2 separate regions of the Anser cygnoides genome follow, and region 1 is linked to region 2. The links are chromatin contacts, called in public Hi-C maps. All regions are on one chromosome and are shown on one strand. The core of a region is the stretch at or near the end of the contact, and the rest is flanking DNA. Distances in the headings are between cores, read along the strand shown.

The links. A called contact is a pair of places that touch in the nucleus more often than the background predicts.
Region 1: a contact with region 2 is called in a Hi-C map of liver, with 4 times the contacts expected there. The contact joins the promoter of CREBBP here to the enhancer-like site in region 2. A contact is called at or near these places in 2 of 7 Hi-C or Micro-C datasets (both in liver).

Annotation. Positions count from the first base shown.
Region 1 is chr15:11,846,662-11,850,892 of Taihu_goose_T2T_genome, forward strand. CREBBP (CREB binding protein) reads right to left here and starts at 2,221. Exons shown (of 30, transcript XM_066977615.1): 1 at 1,816-2,221. The coding sequence starts at 1,900.
Region 2 is chr15:11,812,419-11,816,531 of Taihu_goose_T2T_genome, forward strand. CREBBP (CREB binding protein) reads right to left here. Exons shown (of 30, transcript XM_066977615.1): 3 at 749-925. Among named protein-coding and RNA genes, the nearest start is that of CREBBP, 34 kb to the right of the region's middle. Within about 2 kb of position 1,758, at least 2 of the 3 cell types and tissues checked have open chromatin away from gene starts, as enhancers often do. A contact at or near this core is called in liver, where this site is marked.

The sequences.
Region 1 (4,231 bases), core at 971-3,470, 35 kb after region 2:
ACTGCCTGCCCAGGACGCAAGCTGCATGCCCACCTACACAAAGACAACTTCCCAGGTCGTCCCAAAACTTGTTCATTTAAGCCCCAGTGCAAGAAAGCAGGCAGTTTCAGGTTCAGGAGCAGGTATTTGATAGCAATCACCACTCATACTACTTGCATTGCCCGATACAACGCATAGAAGCGTGCAGCAATCCTTCCACCAACAGCCTTGGCTGCTAGGATCGAATCTAAAGCGTAGTTTTTGGAAAAAGCACCGCCAAGTGCACGAACATACCTGCGCTCTCCAACAGAGAGGCATTTTGCCTAGGGATCACGGCACGAGACTATGGATGCAACCCTACTTCTCCAGAATACAACGTGGGGCTTTCTGTCCCCGGTGGCCAAAGGCCCCTCCGCTGTGCAAAACTTCCCGCAGATACTGGAGCCTACATCTCTAGCGCTGCACAGAGCTCCCCGAGACGCATTAGAACTTGCTGAACAGGACGTAATTATGACTGAAGCATTCCAGAACAGACCAAGACAACTTCAAAAAAAAAAAAAAAAGATTCAGCTTCAAACAGCCTTCCCTGGCTACCCGTACAGTCTAAAGGTCTGAGGAATTTCAGAAAAATCGTGCTTTTCCCAGGTTACTGTGGTGCATTTCGTAGCAACTTACGTATCAGCCTTCCCTATGGCATTCTGTCACTTCCACAAAAGAGATTAACGCCGTTCAGTCACAAGACCTCACCTAGATATTTTTCTGCCAATTCTTACTCTTAATACTGTTTCTTTTTGGCATGTTTCATTTCTTGGGAGGTTGAGAAGAAAAAGATTTCATGAATTAGAAAAAATAAAAAGCCTGAAGTATCTGTAAGCTACTGCCAAATGCACACCAAGCAAACTGAAAAAAAAAACCACAGAATTTATCAGCTCAATTATAGTAATATTTTTTTCCTATCCATAAAAACACAGCAGGCACACCACGATTAACTTATCGCCGACCCTTCGACGAGATTCAGGAATCTCTGAGAACAGAGGTGCAAGTCAAACACACTACACGATCCTATGAAGGCACTGCCTCGGCGATTAAAACGGAACGCTTCAAGACTTGAGTACACGCACACACGCGCTTATGCACACACGTGCGTACTCGCGACGGGCGCACGCTTGCTGGAAACGAGAAATTTTGCTGCGTTTTATCACCTACGAGCCCCCTCGGACAAGGGAAGCAGGGCGAAGACGCTACGCGACGCGGAGACGAGTCGCAGCTACCGCCGGGCTGCCGGGCATTTCATCACAACTTGAGCGCCTGAGCGGGTCTGCAGATTCTTTTTTTTTTTTTTTTTTTTTTAAATTTTAAATAGGGAAAGAGCTCGGAACAGGTCGAACCGAGCGCCTTAAACCCGTCTCACCGCACTCAGAGACGGGAGGGGGGGAATAGAAGGAGATGGGGGGGGAACAGAAGGAGAATAATACTAATACATATATTAAAAAAGCAGGATAGGGATGTGGCGTTGAGGGTGTTTTTTTTTTTTTTTTTTTCGCTCCGCAGCACAGCCCCGGAGACGCAGAGCGGGGTGGCAGCGGGGGGGGGGGGGGGTAGGCAGAAGGGGGGGGGTGAAGGAGAAGCATGGGGACCCCCGGGGAGAGGAGGGGACCCCCAGGGAAGGGTGGGGACCCCTCAGAGAAGGGGGGCGAGCGGGTGGGCCCGGCGACCGTTCGTCGCCGTACGGCGACGAACGGTCGCCGGGCCCGCCCGCCCGCTCGCCCCTGGAAGGTGGGGGAACCCCCAAAACACCCCCCCCACACCCCTCCCCGTCCCTCCCCGGGGTCTCACCTGTGCTGTCGCTCGCGGAGAAGCCCGGCGAGTTGAGCTTGGCTCGCTTGGGGTTGGGCGGCCCGTCGAGTAAGTTCTCCGCCATGGCAGCCGCCGCCGCCGCTCGGGGCCCGTCCCGAGGCGCTCCCGGAGGAGAAGAACGAAGGGGGATGGCGAACAACAGCGCCGCTCAGTGCCCGGCCGCCGGCGGCCCCCTCTCCCCCATACCCGGGGCCGCAGCAAGGCCGCAGGGAGGAGGGCTCGGGGCGGGCTCGGGGGGAAGAACCCAAGCGCCCCCTCCCTGCCGGCCTCGCTCCTCCCGGCCTCTCCCCCGCCCTGCCGCCGCCGAGGAGGTGCCCGGATGGCGGCTCCGGCAGTCACTCGGGGAGCATAGCGGGGCCTCCTCCCCCCCCCCCCCCCCCCCCCCGCCGCCCCTCCTCGGCCCTCCGCGATGCCGGGGGGGGCTCGGCCCCGGTTCCCGGTCCCCCGCCGCCCGCTCCCCGCCGCCCCCACCCGCGGCGAGCCGCGGACCCAAAACGGTGGGGGGGGGGGGGGGGGGGGGGGGGGGAGCTTGGAGGGGAAGGGAAGGGAGGGAAGAAAAGGGGAAGGAAGGGGGGAGGAAGGCGGGGGAGAGGAAAAAAAAAAGAAAAAAAGAGAAAATTGGAAAATTAGGAAAAAAAACGCCCCAAAACAATGAGCGCGCCGCGGTCGCCGCCGCCGCTCCCGGTCCCGCTGGCGGAGCCCGGCGGGCCCCGTCCGGCGCTGCCCCGCGGCCCCGAGCCCCGCTGCCCGTCGGCGGCGCCCGGCGCGGCTGCCCCGTGTCCCGGCGGGCGGCCCCGCTGCCCCGGCCCGGCCCGGCCCGGCCCCGCTCCGCTCGCGCCGCGCTCCGGCTCCGCGACAAGATGGCGGCTGTTGATTCCTCAATTAAAAAAAAAAGTTTTTTTTTCTCTTCTCTTTTCCAGAGACCATGGGGGCGGGGACGGGGCGGCGCCTGCGCGCTGCGTCACCGCGCACCGGGCACGCCCCCCCGCCGCCCCCGCCGCCGCCGCCGCCGCCGGAAAGGCGCGAGCGGCGCCGGAAAGAGCGGAGTTCGTCCTCAGTTGCTCCGCGGCGTCCTGGGGTGGGGGGGCGGGTGGTGGAGTGTGGCGGCCGCTATCGGCTTGCCCTTCGACGCCCCCGTGGTGCACGCTCGCCGCGCCCCCCCTCGGTCCCCCTCAGCCGCCTCTTCCGTGTGCCGTACCAGTCGTTCACCTCAGCCTCCCCCGCTGGCCTCGGCCGGGCACCTCGCAGCACCCCCTATTGCCCCCTCACAGTGTGCCGCCTCACAGCGTGTCCTGTCGGTGTGCCCCCTCCATGTATCCCCTCAAAGCACGTCCCTCAGTGTGGCACCTCACACCATGTCCCCTCACAGTGTGCCCCTTCACAGCTTGCCCCCTCACAGTCCCCTCGGTGTGCCCCCTCCATGTATCCCCTCACAGCATGTCCCCTCACAGTGTGCCCCCTCACAGTCCCCTCAGTGTGCCCCCTCCATGTATCCCCTCACAGCATGTCCCCTCACAGTGTCTCCCCTCACAGCATGTCCCCTCACAGTGTCCCCCCTCACAGTTCCCTCACAGTGTCTCCCCTCACGGCCCCCTCACTGTGCCCCCTCACAGCGTGTTCCCTCACAGTGTCTCCCCCTCAGTCCCCTCAGCATCCCCCCGCATTCCCCCCTCTCACTGTCCCCTCCCAGCCTCACCACAGATTCCCCTTCTCAACGTCCCACTGCGTCACCTCTCAGCCCCGCCAGCACCCTCAGGACCTGCCAGCCCGTGCCCTCCTGCAGGGCTTTGGGGCAACGTTAAGGCCATGGGGCCTTGTCCCCCCTGTTGCCTGTCTGCCTGTTGTCCCCCCAGAATGGCCGGCTTCCCTCAGCACACCCCTGCGCCTGTCCTTATCCTCTGCCCCCTGTAGCCCTGTGCCCCTCATGCCACAGGGCTTGGGGACGCCCCACACATGCCCTGCCAAAAAACCGCCCCAGTTGTTGCCCCCAGCACCCGAGCCTGGGCACCAGCAGCCGGCGAGAGGCCGCTGCGGACCCACTGAGGGTCCAGCTTCCAGCAGGCCCAGCGTCCCCGGTCCCTCAGGGCCACCTGTCCCCACCCCGCTGGCTGGCACAGCCGCACACCGGGGCAGCGCTCAGGCACCGGGGGGAGCCCAGCGGGCGGCGGCGCCAGGAAGCGGCTGGGGCTCCTGCCTTTAAAAATGCCTGCACTCTGTCTAGACAGACTTCCCTGGCTGAAACAGGTTCATAGGACTGGAGCTCATATGCTTCAGTGGATTTCCATACTGGTTCCCAACTTGAGAAGCAGGTCGTATAAGCCCCGGTGACGTGGCACGCCAAGGTAGTAGCAGATCACCTTGTACCCAAACTAGTTGCTTGGGGCTCTTTTCATCC
Region 2 (4,113 bases), core at 508-3,007:
AAGAACAAGCATAGCTTGTGCCAAAAACTAGCTGGTTTTCAAGTTAAATTAAAAAATAAGCAATTTGCATCTTATGGAAGGTTTTACAAGTTTCTATAGTAACTGCTATCATGTATAAGAATATAAAATGCAACAAGCTGGAGTTCCCATAGAAACGACACAAGCGGTTTGATTAATACACAGACATACTGAGACAAATGGGAATATTTCATTTCGTTTTATAAAGAAAACTAGTAAACAGAATACTACAAACTTGGGCAAGATATCCTAATAAGAATATCCTCATAAGCTTGCGAGCTGCAAGTTATGCACAATATCAACTGAAAAGCATGTGGTGTGCTTACTATATTAGATTCAAAGGATATGAAAGGCACTATTTAGCTTTCATGGAAGTTTATGGTGTATCCAACACAAATTCTAATTGATTTAGGCATTTAAACTTACAAGCAGCACTTGCAGAGAAAACATCTTCATCTGGTTTGGAACTAAATGTCCCAGACAAAATGAAAGGATGTAATGCAATCTTATAACAAAACATATTGCTTGCTTTGGAAGTTAAATTCCTGTATAAAAATGCACACAAACTTCCCACATGCTCCACAGAGCAGTAGTGAAGAACTCTGGGGCATCTCTGACATTTAAATAATCATGCAGAAGTCCAGTAATGCTGCAAAAGCCATTCAACCCAAGAATTCAGAATGCAGGATCAATATACAATCACCCAAGGAAACAGTAAGATACAACTCACCATATTGGGCACACTGGTGACCGGGGTACTCTTGATGTCAGCAGGGAAGGCAGACAAACTATTTGCCATGCCTGGCTTGGTTGGTAACTGAGGATTCACTCCTGTAGCTCCCATCTGCTGCCCTCCAGTTTGACTGAAAGGTTGCCCAAAGGGACTAGTGTTACCTGTCATTCCCATCTGGAAAAGAATGAATGAAATTATAACTTTATGGAGTCTAAAGGGACACTAAAAAAACCAACAAAACAAACAAAAAAACCATGTAAAATATCCATCTTTGCATTCACAGAGCCCAAATTCCTGTTTAAGTTGTTCCATATTAGATTCTCAATTTCACAACCTTAATCAAATCATAAAAAAATGTTAATATTAGGCTTTACGCAGCTCCCGTGTGTATCCGAAGTCTTGCAATTTAACTTTAACATCACTGTGCAAATGCAAAGTAGAAAATAAGATTATCCTTCCTAATCTGCATCAAGAAAAAAATTACTTTTCCAATTCTGTAAAAACTTCTGAAAACCACACAAGCCTCAAATGCATTTTGCGTGTTCTGTGCACAAAGTATGACTTTGTGCATAGACCAGATGGGAAGGAAAGGGAAACAGAGAGCAAACGCTTATCTGCTTGTTTTGGTACTTAAGGAAAAATGTCTGAACAAAATGACATCCATCTAAAGCCAACATCCTTGACAAATTACACCCCCAAACTCCTTAAGAACAGAGAGCAGAAATAACGAATCCCCGCTGAATTAGTAAGAACACCGTCCATCCCAAAGAGCCATTCTGCCTGAAGAACAGCCTCACAAGAGAAGTGGTGAAATCTCTATTAGTTGAGCCAGTTAATATTACAGTGGACAAAAGGCCCCGAAAAGACATATTAACGGGAATTTACTTCTGTCAAAGAGGATGGCTAAGACTATGAAACCCCCATCCCTCAAACGAAGGCAACACAGAAAAGTAGAATGGATAATCATGTTTGTGCTCTTTTCCCCCACACTGGGCGGAATTCTAGATGACTTTATCACCCGTCAGAATATAAATTGAAGCACTGAGCGAGCTTTTGTGTGAAATATTAAATCCTATTTTCCCCTCCCTTTGACCTCTGCAGCGCTCCCTTGCACAACACCCCAGCCGCCTACCGCCCCGCTGGTTTCGCTGCCGTTCCCAGCAGGAATTCGCGGGGGGACCGTTCCCAGGCACGCGGCAGCTTTTTCCCTGCTGAAGGAGCGGGGTAGGAGCTGTCTGCCACGCCGGGGCAGAGTCCAGCACACACCGCCAGGCTCGGCCGTGCACTTTGCCCCGCGTCTCAGAGTGCTGGCCCGGCGGCTCCCGGCTCCCTTCAGCTGCAGAGCCACCGCCACCAGATCCAGGCATGTTTCCACCACACAAAATGTTTTATCCTTACAGAAGGATCTGGTCCTACACCCACTCATTTTAAAAGAGCTGTTACTTTGCAGTGTAAGAGGTTATCATTTATTTGCTGCGCCCCAGAGCAGAGTTGAGTAATACCAATAGCCTACATGACCAAAAAACCCCAATTGCTTAACAGGATCAAAAGCTCAGAAGAGTGGTATCAGGTACTGTTACACCACGCAGATTTCAAGAATTTCTACTTTCTGGACTTCTGCGTTTTTTTTGTAGGAGTTCCTAAAGAAAGCACCCTGCTGGCTTCCCAGGCGAGCCCTCGGATGCCGGCCAGCTGCCAGGCCTGCTTCCCGAGGCCGCCCGAACAGCTCGCCCCGGGACCAGACTCGGGGTTTCGAGCACAGGCCAAGTCCTACATTTTCCATTATTTCATGAGAGGCCTAGAAATGTGTGCAGCGTGTTCTCACAAGGTGTGCTGTAATCCCAAAGTCTGGAAGAGATGCATGGATCAGACGGAAAATGGCAGTATAAATGCAAGTACCTTAAAAAACCTTTAAGAAGAGCATTTTTTCTTTTCTTTTTGAGGAGCTGTTTTTACTGAAATGGTCCTACTGCCAAAAAGATACAACGTCCTGAGAACTGCAATACTGGATCAGCTTCCATCTGAAATGTTCAAGACCCTGGATGGTGCATTTCCATATGGGAAAGACTTTGCAATATCTAGCTCAACTCTTACACTGAAAATACTACAAAGCATGACATACACAAACACCAAAAAAAAGAGGTACAGCCAGGAATAAAATGCTGCACAGAAAGCATTCCTAAAGCAGTGTTTCCAAAAAAATGCCAACATTCTGACTTCAGTACATGCGAAAAACCCATACAGTATTTTCCACTTTCTATATAAACGATTTTCCTTTCAGTACTTGCAAACTAGACGTAAGTCAAAACAGCCTGAAGTACAACCCGAACTTTAGATCCACACAACCTCAAGCAATCCGTGCTGGTAACACACCACAGTACAGTCAAAGACACTTAAACTTACTTATTTATTCATTACAGCATGGACTTAGGCAGGCTTTCTCTGAAGAACAGCGAAGTATTTAATAAACTTACCCACTTCTCCTAGTCCACTATTTCAACGTATGAGAAAGGATCACGCAATATCCAGAGCTATTCCTGCACACCGTGACAGTCTACCAGATACCTTCTGAAGGGTGAAGAAAGTTTCTGAAACTAGACGTGTGACCGAGCAAGTAGCTGACGAGCTCAAACCTCTCTGAGGCCAGGAGCAGGAACAAGAGCGGGCTGGGCTGGCTGCTCCTCGCCTGCATCCCCAAACACAAACCTCACCTGCCTGCAGCACTCGGCCCTCCCATTCTTCTGTGAGCATGCTTGCAGGTTTGCTTGCTTTGCGCTGATCAATGCATTGCCCACGCTGGCAAGCACTGCTGTGCCAGAGCTTCCTACGAGCCCTACAGCCACCGCCACCACGCAGCGGCGAGCCCCCACGGGGCGACAAGCCTGCTCCCACCGCTCCCCTGCCCTGCCGGGCCCCGCCGGCCTGCAGGCGGCCGCGCACATTCTGCCGGGATCCAAACGCCTGAATCTGCAGAGAGGGAAGAGCTTGCTCTGGTTTTGTTTGGTTGTTTGCTTTTCAAGGGAAAGGGAACGTTAAGCAAGTTTCACACCAAATTTCAGTTCTTGCTCCGAAAGAAAGGAAAAGGTATTATTCACCTGATTACATTATCATGACATTAACAAATTTTTAAAGGGATTTAAAAAACTTCTTCAAAATGAAATATTTTACAAATATTTCAGTCTCAAAAGATGTAACAAAACAGTCATTTTAAGCTTGCCACAACCCTAAACCACTCAGACTATGCCAAAAGCTCCAAGAAACAGCAGCCTGACCAGGCACCACCACATCCTTGCCTCATCGTTTTTTAATATTTACTTTTCAATAGGTCTTGTTATGAAACATTTCAGAACTCAGCACAACAG